2 separate regions of the Pan troglodytes genome follow, and region 1 is linked to region 2. The links are chromatin contacts, called in public HiChIP or PLAC-seq maps. All regions are on one chromosome and are shown on one strand. Each heading gives the region's core, a stretch centred on a gene start, on an enhancer-like site or on the middle of the called end of the contact. The rest is flanking DNA. Distances are from core to core; before and after follow the strand shown.

Region 1 (3,281 bases), core at 428-2,927, 240 kb after region 2:
AGCCTGGTGAAGTGAATTCTAGGCTCAGTTTTGCCACAAAAGAGCCATGTGACTTTGGGAAACAACCTCTCTGGGTCTAAGTTTAATTTATAAAATAAGATAGTTAAATAAAAGTAACACTTTGATTCTAGCAGCTTAAGTCACTGGGAAGTATTTACCTCAAAAAGCATTTGAGGTATGTAACACCTCTAACGTGTTTGATCAAATGACATAATTAAAACTGAACTGGAAACTTGATATTGTGAATAACTTACTTAGGCTGTTCTCGTAGCTATCAATTACATATCACTGTACTTCGCTTCTTCAAAAAAGCTGAATACTTTGAACGTCTAAATGTTCATATATTGAGTTTTCTTAAAGTCAGGTACGTATGTACCATAGTCCAGTTTTGTAAAAGGAAAGAATGTATCTTTTCAGTCCTTTTTCCCAACCCATTGTCATTGCAGACTGAGAAAAAAACAGCTTGAAGTCTTAACCACCAAAAGCAACAGTGTTGCAGTAATTACACCACAAAAATAACATTTCATTCTTAATGAATACTCAGTCTCCTGAGATTACAGTTATCTTCCGGTAACCAACTTTCTTCTGTCTGCTCTCATTCGTTAGTGCAAACATTTTCAATTTTAACCCATATTCAGTTCACAAATCATACTTATTTCCAACGGAATACACTGAGTCCAAAAAAAAAATTCCCCAATAGTCCAACAGGAAGCAACACATGCATTTGGCAATTCCAAGGAGGCTGGGGACTCACAGATACCTCGTTCAAAATAAATAAACTTTCCAAGGATTTATTTACCGACGGGAAAGGCAGGTTTGAAAACAACCAGTTAACTTCACTCCCAAGTTGGCATCTTAGAGAATCGTTGTGCGTTTGCAAAACACCCAGGACCTCTGAGCCTCCCAGCCGAGAATTGGCCAGGGGAGCACACGCCCATCGGCCCTGCCGGGAGAGGAAACAATGGGAGAGGCGCGAGGGAGCAAGCCGGCGCCCCGGGCGCCCCAACTCTGCGGCCCCGGCCCGCCCCGACCCCACGCGCCGCGCCCCCTCCCCGGGCGCCCAGGCCCCCCAGGCCCCCGCCCCCGAGCCCCGGGACGCGGCCCACCTGCGGCGGCGCGGGGAGACGGCTGCACTTACCAAACAGGGTCAGGGCCATTGTAAAGGCGCTCGCCGCCGCCCGCGAGTCCAGGCGCTCCTCCCAGGCGGGCTAGGGATCACCTCATCAGCCCGCCGCACCCACACCTCGGAGAGAGTGGGGTGCCCGATGGGGCGTGCTGGGGGCGCCGGCGCCCGGGGAGGCTGCAGGCCGGGACGCGGGGGACCGCTGCAAGAAAAAGTTATTCACGCGTTATTGTCGGGCGCACCGGGCCCAGGGAGCCCCGCTAGCTCTCCGCGAGCCGGCACTTGTCGCTGCCATCAGGCGCGGAGCGTGCGCGCGGGAGGAGGTACCTGCGAGGCAGGAGGCTTGGCCGCGGCGCAGTGGCTGGCGGAGAGGCGGCGCCGCAGTGGCGGCGGCGGCGGCGGCGACGGGGAGAGCAGCAGCCTCGCACAGCCCCCGGCGGGGCGCGCTCACTCCGCATCCCGCGGCCTCGCAGACGCCATCTTGCGATAGCGTCTCCCACGAGCTCGGCCGCGCCGCTGCCTCCCGCCTCTCCCTCGGGCTTCCCGGTCGAGTGCGTTCCCATGGCAACGGGCGCGCGCGGGGGTAAGAGGGTGCGCCCTCATTCCCGCGGCTGCGAGGAGCCACCAGCGCCCCCCTGGAGGCGGCCGCCCGGAGCGGGATGGAGCGGGGCCGGTGTGCGTTTTAGCTGAAAGCCCAGGTTTTTTCTTGAATGGAATTTGAGGAGGCGCAGAGAGGAGAAAAACGCTGTTACTCGAAAGAGGAAGACTCACAGGAGGATGCTGCGTGAATGCAGCGCCCAGGCAGGGTCATCTGGGGACCTGGTGCGTGTGAGAACATATTTCTCCTCCTGGCGCCCTCCAGGCTCACTGTGGCTGGAGCCGGTGACCTGAAGCTGCAGGGCTCTGGTAGGAACAGAGGCACTGAAAGCTGCATTCCTCTCCGTTTGGACTTAGGAGCTGCTAGTAGTTCTGATGAAATTGACACACATTAGGAAAAGGAGTCGCTTAAAAAGCATCTGAGATTACCTAAGATAATTTGTTAAAAGACCAATGCTTACACCTGATTTTCTTCCCTTTACATTATACCTCTTTGATATTGTCTCAAGGAAAAAAAAATCAGCATGTGTCACTGACTGGCACTTATTTGCCACAAAAGATTGTTCCCCTGAGCTTCTTGTATTTATCTGATAATCACTGGCAACGTCCTCCTTTCTGTGATGTTGTCTCCTCACCTCTGTCTCTGCCATGAGGAGCATACAACGCCTTGAGATTGTCAGCCAAAAGATGTTCTTGAAAAGCTGGGTTATATGTTTTTCGTCGTTGTCGTTTAATGTATTCAAAAAGTCATTCTTCTCTAGTTGCTATATGTGTGCCCTGTTTAAGAAATTCCTTCTTTTTTCTTGTTTCTCTGCTTAGGGATTTGATACTATTTTGGTATCTGATCATGTAGATCTTCTCTTTGGTTCTCCTTTCTTTCTACAGGCGTCTTTCCTCTTAGTTCCTCAGGTTCCCTAGTGTCATTTCCCTCTTCTCTCCCATTTTCAAATAATTCTTTAAGAATATTATAGAAATATCTTGTATTTAATGTATCTTAGAGATCGAATCGTGATAAAGTGGGAGATTACTACAGTACTTCCAATGGAACCACAGTTAATTCACCATCATTTCACAGCAGACTTAAGCATCAGAAGAAAAGCAGGTTGGAAGGAGGAGCCAAGCCTTTTGTTTCAAGTCAGTTAACTCAGGAAGAAAGAAATATTAAAATGATTCAACATGAATGGGCAAGTGTTTAAGATGCTATATGTTTGGAATTTTGTGATGTAAAATGGCTCTCTTTAGCCACTAATCAAAATAAATCTTTAAAATCCCCAGAATTTAAAATCTTTCATGAAAATGGACTCTTGATTTTTGAACAACCTTTCTGCTCATAAAAAATTACAAACACACAGCTCATGAAGATAAATGAGAAACTCAAGAAAGCTTTGTGGGATAGGTTTTATAACCATATAAAGATTGCTGCTAATCTGCTCTGCAGCCAAATAAATCAGAAACTGAAGACTCCATTTACTGTTTCAACTAGTGGTCTTCAACATTTTTGGACCTAATTTCCTTTTGAGGCTCTAATGAAAATACTGTCCCTCCTCTTAGAAAAGTGCTT
Region 2 (3,261 bases), core at 177-2,676:
ATGCCAGCAAACTCGAGATTTGACCTAAATACATATCACATACTTCTTTAATAGCTAATCATGCATTTTTGGTTAGCAATAACCAAAATCCTAACAGATCTCTTAAGGATGTTTACATTAAAGCATATCATTTAAGAATTTTCCTGTGACTGTGGTTTTGCGTGCACGCATGCGTGTGCGCGCGTGCGCGCGCGCACACACACACACACACACACACACACACACACACACATCAGGCCAGCTTTGGCTGGACAGAGTCCAAATCCCACAGGATATAATTTATCTGAGTTCAGGCTCTTTCACTCAACTCTGCTATTGAAAAAAATTAATAATAAAGCTTTTTGCCTCTTGACCAGAAGGCCTGTGTCTTTCAGGGCAATATTGGAAATGAAAAATCACAGGATGTCAGCCACCTTGTTTCTCAGTTGGGATGATATCACCAGTAAACTTTTATGTGAAGCAATCAGCAAACATCTCCTGTTTCCCTCTAGCGGAAGTCTGGGATTCAGGATGGTGTTTCAGCTGCTGTGCTAGGACACATTCCAGAGTAGAATGCAGGTCAAATGCTGTGCAAGGTTTTATCGTTTCAATTCAAACCCAAACCTATATATAGTAACATCTTTTTAAAAAAAAGTAGGTAGGAATGTATTCATATGGAATTTTTTTAACTTCAGAAATTTTGAAAAAATTAAAAAATATTTCTGTCTCTGTGGAGAGAGTTTAGTTATGATTATTAACTGGTTTCTATCTCCAGCACACATAGCTGTCAATCAGTCCTCTTTATTATTAGAATTCTCCTGGAGCAGTAAAGGGACTTGTTAACTCCATTGTATGTGATTATAAGGCACTGTTCTAAGTATCCATAGTTGTTTAAATATGAACCCCCAGACACTACCATGATCCACAAGTGGTCCAGGTCCTACAAATGATGCCGAGTGTTCAGAGGGATGAGTCGGCTGCCAGGCATGATGGAGGGAGAGACATGCATGTCTACCTCAAAGTCTTTGACCAGGCAGTTTCTATTTTAATTAGATAAGGCAAACTAAAAATCTTTATCCAAAAACTCAATCAAGCTAACATCAGGAAGAAACTGACAGAGCAGCCTCTGGTTGGGGAGGCTCTGCCATTCTGTGGTCTCATCAAAGAAGCAAGACTTTGATTTGGGGGCTTCCAGCACTTTAGCCTCAAAAGAGAGCCCTCTCCCCACCCCTGACCCAGCACTTACCTGAGCAAAAGCTAAAGAGCAGGAGGAGAGGCCAGGGCTCCATGGGCTACCGGAGCTTGTGTGGACCAGGGCACAGAGGTGGCCTGTGTTTCTCACTGGCACTCTGGCTGGGTGCTTGTCTGCTGGAGGGTTTGGAAAGTGAGTCGGCTCACTAGAGCTATTGTTTTACACCACCTGTTTGTGGGAGCGACAGCTGGGCTGCCCTTAGCCCTGGAGCCCAGGGAGTTACTGGGACTGTACACCATTACAGATATGCCTCACTTTACACAATTGCTTACCCTTGACAAGCTGAGTATGAACTGCATTATATTTTAAATGCACCAGTAGTCAGATCTTAATGAAAAAAAAAATGTATAGGAAGGAAGGAATTATTTTAAATGGTGAGCAAACTGCCTCCCTTTTGTGTAAACCAGAACCTCATCTCTGTGGGTTGACTTGATTAGGGTCATTTGGTCTGAGTAGATAGTCAGCTGTCTGTCCTAAACCACAAAAATCCACATTCTGCAAACATGGCTTCAGTTTCATTTCCTCTGCTTAGGCTGAGGGTGCCGGGGGCTTTTCTGACTGCCTGGATTTCAGAAAAGTGTAGCTGGTGTTGAGTCTGCTGCTGGGAAGCCCCCACGTTGATTGGGTTTGGTTTTAAACAAAGACAGCTTCTTCCATAAAACTGGCTTTACTGGCCCCCAGAGTGGCTGTTCCAACCCCTGCCTCTGTATCAGGCAATACCTATCCCACACGAAGCATTAGCTGGAGCAAATTGCCCACGTCCTATGCACTGTGATTCAAGCGAAGAGTAATTATTGGGAAAAAGTGTCCCACCGCATCAGCAGTTGTTCCGGGTTCCTGCCTCCTTCCATCCGTCCCTCTGCCCACTCTCACTCAGGGAAGCAAAGAGCAGAGTGGTTCAGCTTTTCAATTATCTTGCTTGAAAAACATCCTAAAAACCAGCAGTTAGTAATTTCTCAGTCTGAGAAGTATTGTTACCCTAGCTGTGCTTCTTTGCAGGGTGTGAGGTGGGTTCACAGAAGGAGACAGTTACTTAAAGGTACCCTGCCTGTTCCTTCCAGGCCTCCTTCCCACATGGAACTAGGTGAGAAAGGTCCTCTCACCTCAAGCCCACGACAACATCCTGACAGATCCTCTCATTCCAGTGGATCCAAACAAATCATTAGAGAAGGGGCTTGGAGGGTAGAGGAGAGAGCTGCAAGCTCATACTATTTATATTTTTTGTTTAAACTGTGGGAGATCAGTTAACTGTTTGCTAAAAAAAAATTTGGTTCTCTCCCTTCCATGGAATAGCCCCGTGGCAGAAATACAACCCCCACCCTCTCACCAGCCCCTTCCATCTAAATGGAGCCATGGGACTGACCTCTGGCCAGTGGCATGAGTGGAAAAATGTTCTCAGACTCACAAACCTACCAGAGCTCAGCCCCGCCCTTCTAGTCTTCTGACCGGCTAGAATGGACATGGTCCCAAAGGCAACCTTAGAAACCATGTTCTGAAGGTGGTGTTGCTTTTGACATTCTGAATCCTTGAATGACTGCATGGAGGGGGACCCTCTATCTACCTGCTCACCACCCAGCACTATTTCAATGAAAACAAAACATGCATTGTGCTGAGCCATCAAAATCCTTGGGTTTATTTGTACAGCAGCTAGTGTTCCGTAATTAATAAAAAATGTAATCCTTTGCACTAGTACCCTGAGGTTAAAAATAAATTCTAAAATATGTAGCACTGCAGCAGAAGGCAAGAAAATTGATACTGGAGGCTGAAAATATGAAGACCCATGTTATATGGTACCAAATCATTTCATAAACTGTTGTCCTCAATTACTTGGTGAACAATGTGTCTACTGAGCCTGTAGCTCCCAGAATAGAGGCTGGTAAACCCAAAGTTAGTGCACCATGGCTCTTTCTGGCTTTGTTTAGCAAGTCAGTACAAGGAAGAGCTGAGCTCAGGCAAAAATGTGCTGGTTCAAGAGCAGAAAGAAAAGAAATAGAATGAGTCCAGAAATGTGGAGTCTTCTGTTTTGAACT

Evidence for each region. HiChIP or PLAC-seq counts read pairs in DNA pulled down with a chosen protein or histone mark.
Region 1: a contact with region 2 is called in an H3K4me3 HiChIP or PLAC-seq map of stem cell-derived excitatory neurons, with 5 times the contacts expected there. The contact joins the promoter of CHN1 here to the promoter of CHRNA1 in region 2. A contact is called at or near these places in 1 of 7 Hi-C or Micro-C datasets (stem cell-derived neural progenitor cells) and 1 of 1 datasets of contacts at active chromatin or transcription factors (stem cell-derived excitatory neurons).

The regions. Positions count from the first base shown.
Region 1 is chr13:77,041,975-77,045,255 of NHGRI_mPanTro3-v2.0_pri, forward strand. CHN1 (chimerin 1) reads right to left here and starts at 1,678. Exons shown (of 14, transcript XM_003309320.6): 1 at 1,451-1,678; 2 at 1,139-1,325. The coding sequence starts at 1,157.
Region 2 is chr13:76,800,482-76,803,742 of NHGRI_mPanTro3-v2.0_pri, forward strand. CHRNA1 (cholinergic receptor nicotinic alpha 1 subunit) reads right to left here and starts at 1,427. Exons shown (of 9, transcript XM_016950067.2): 1 at 1,226-1,427. The coding sequence starts at 1,268.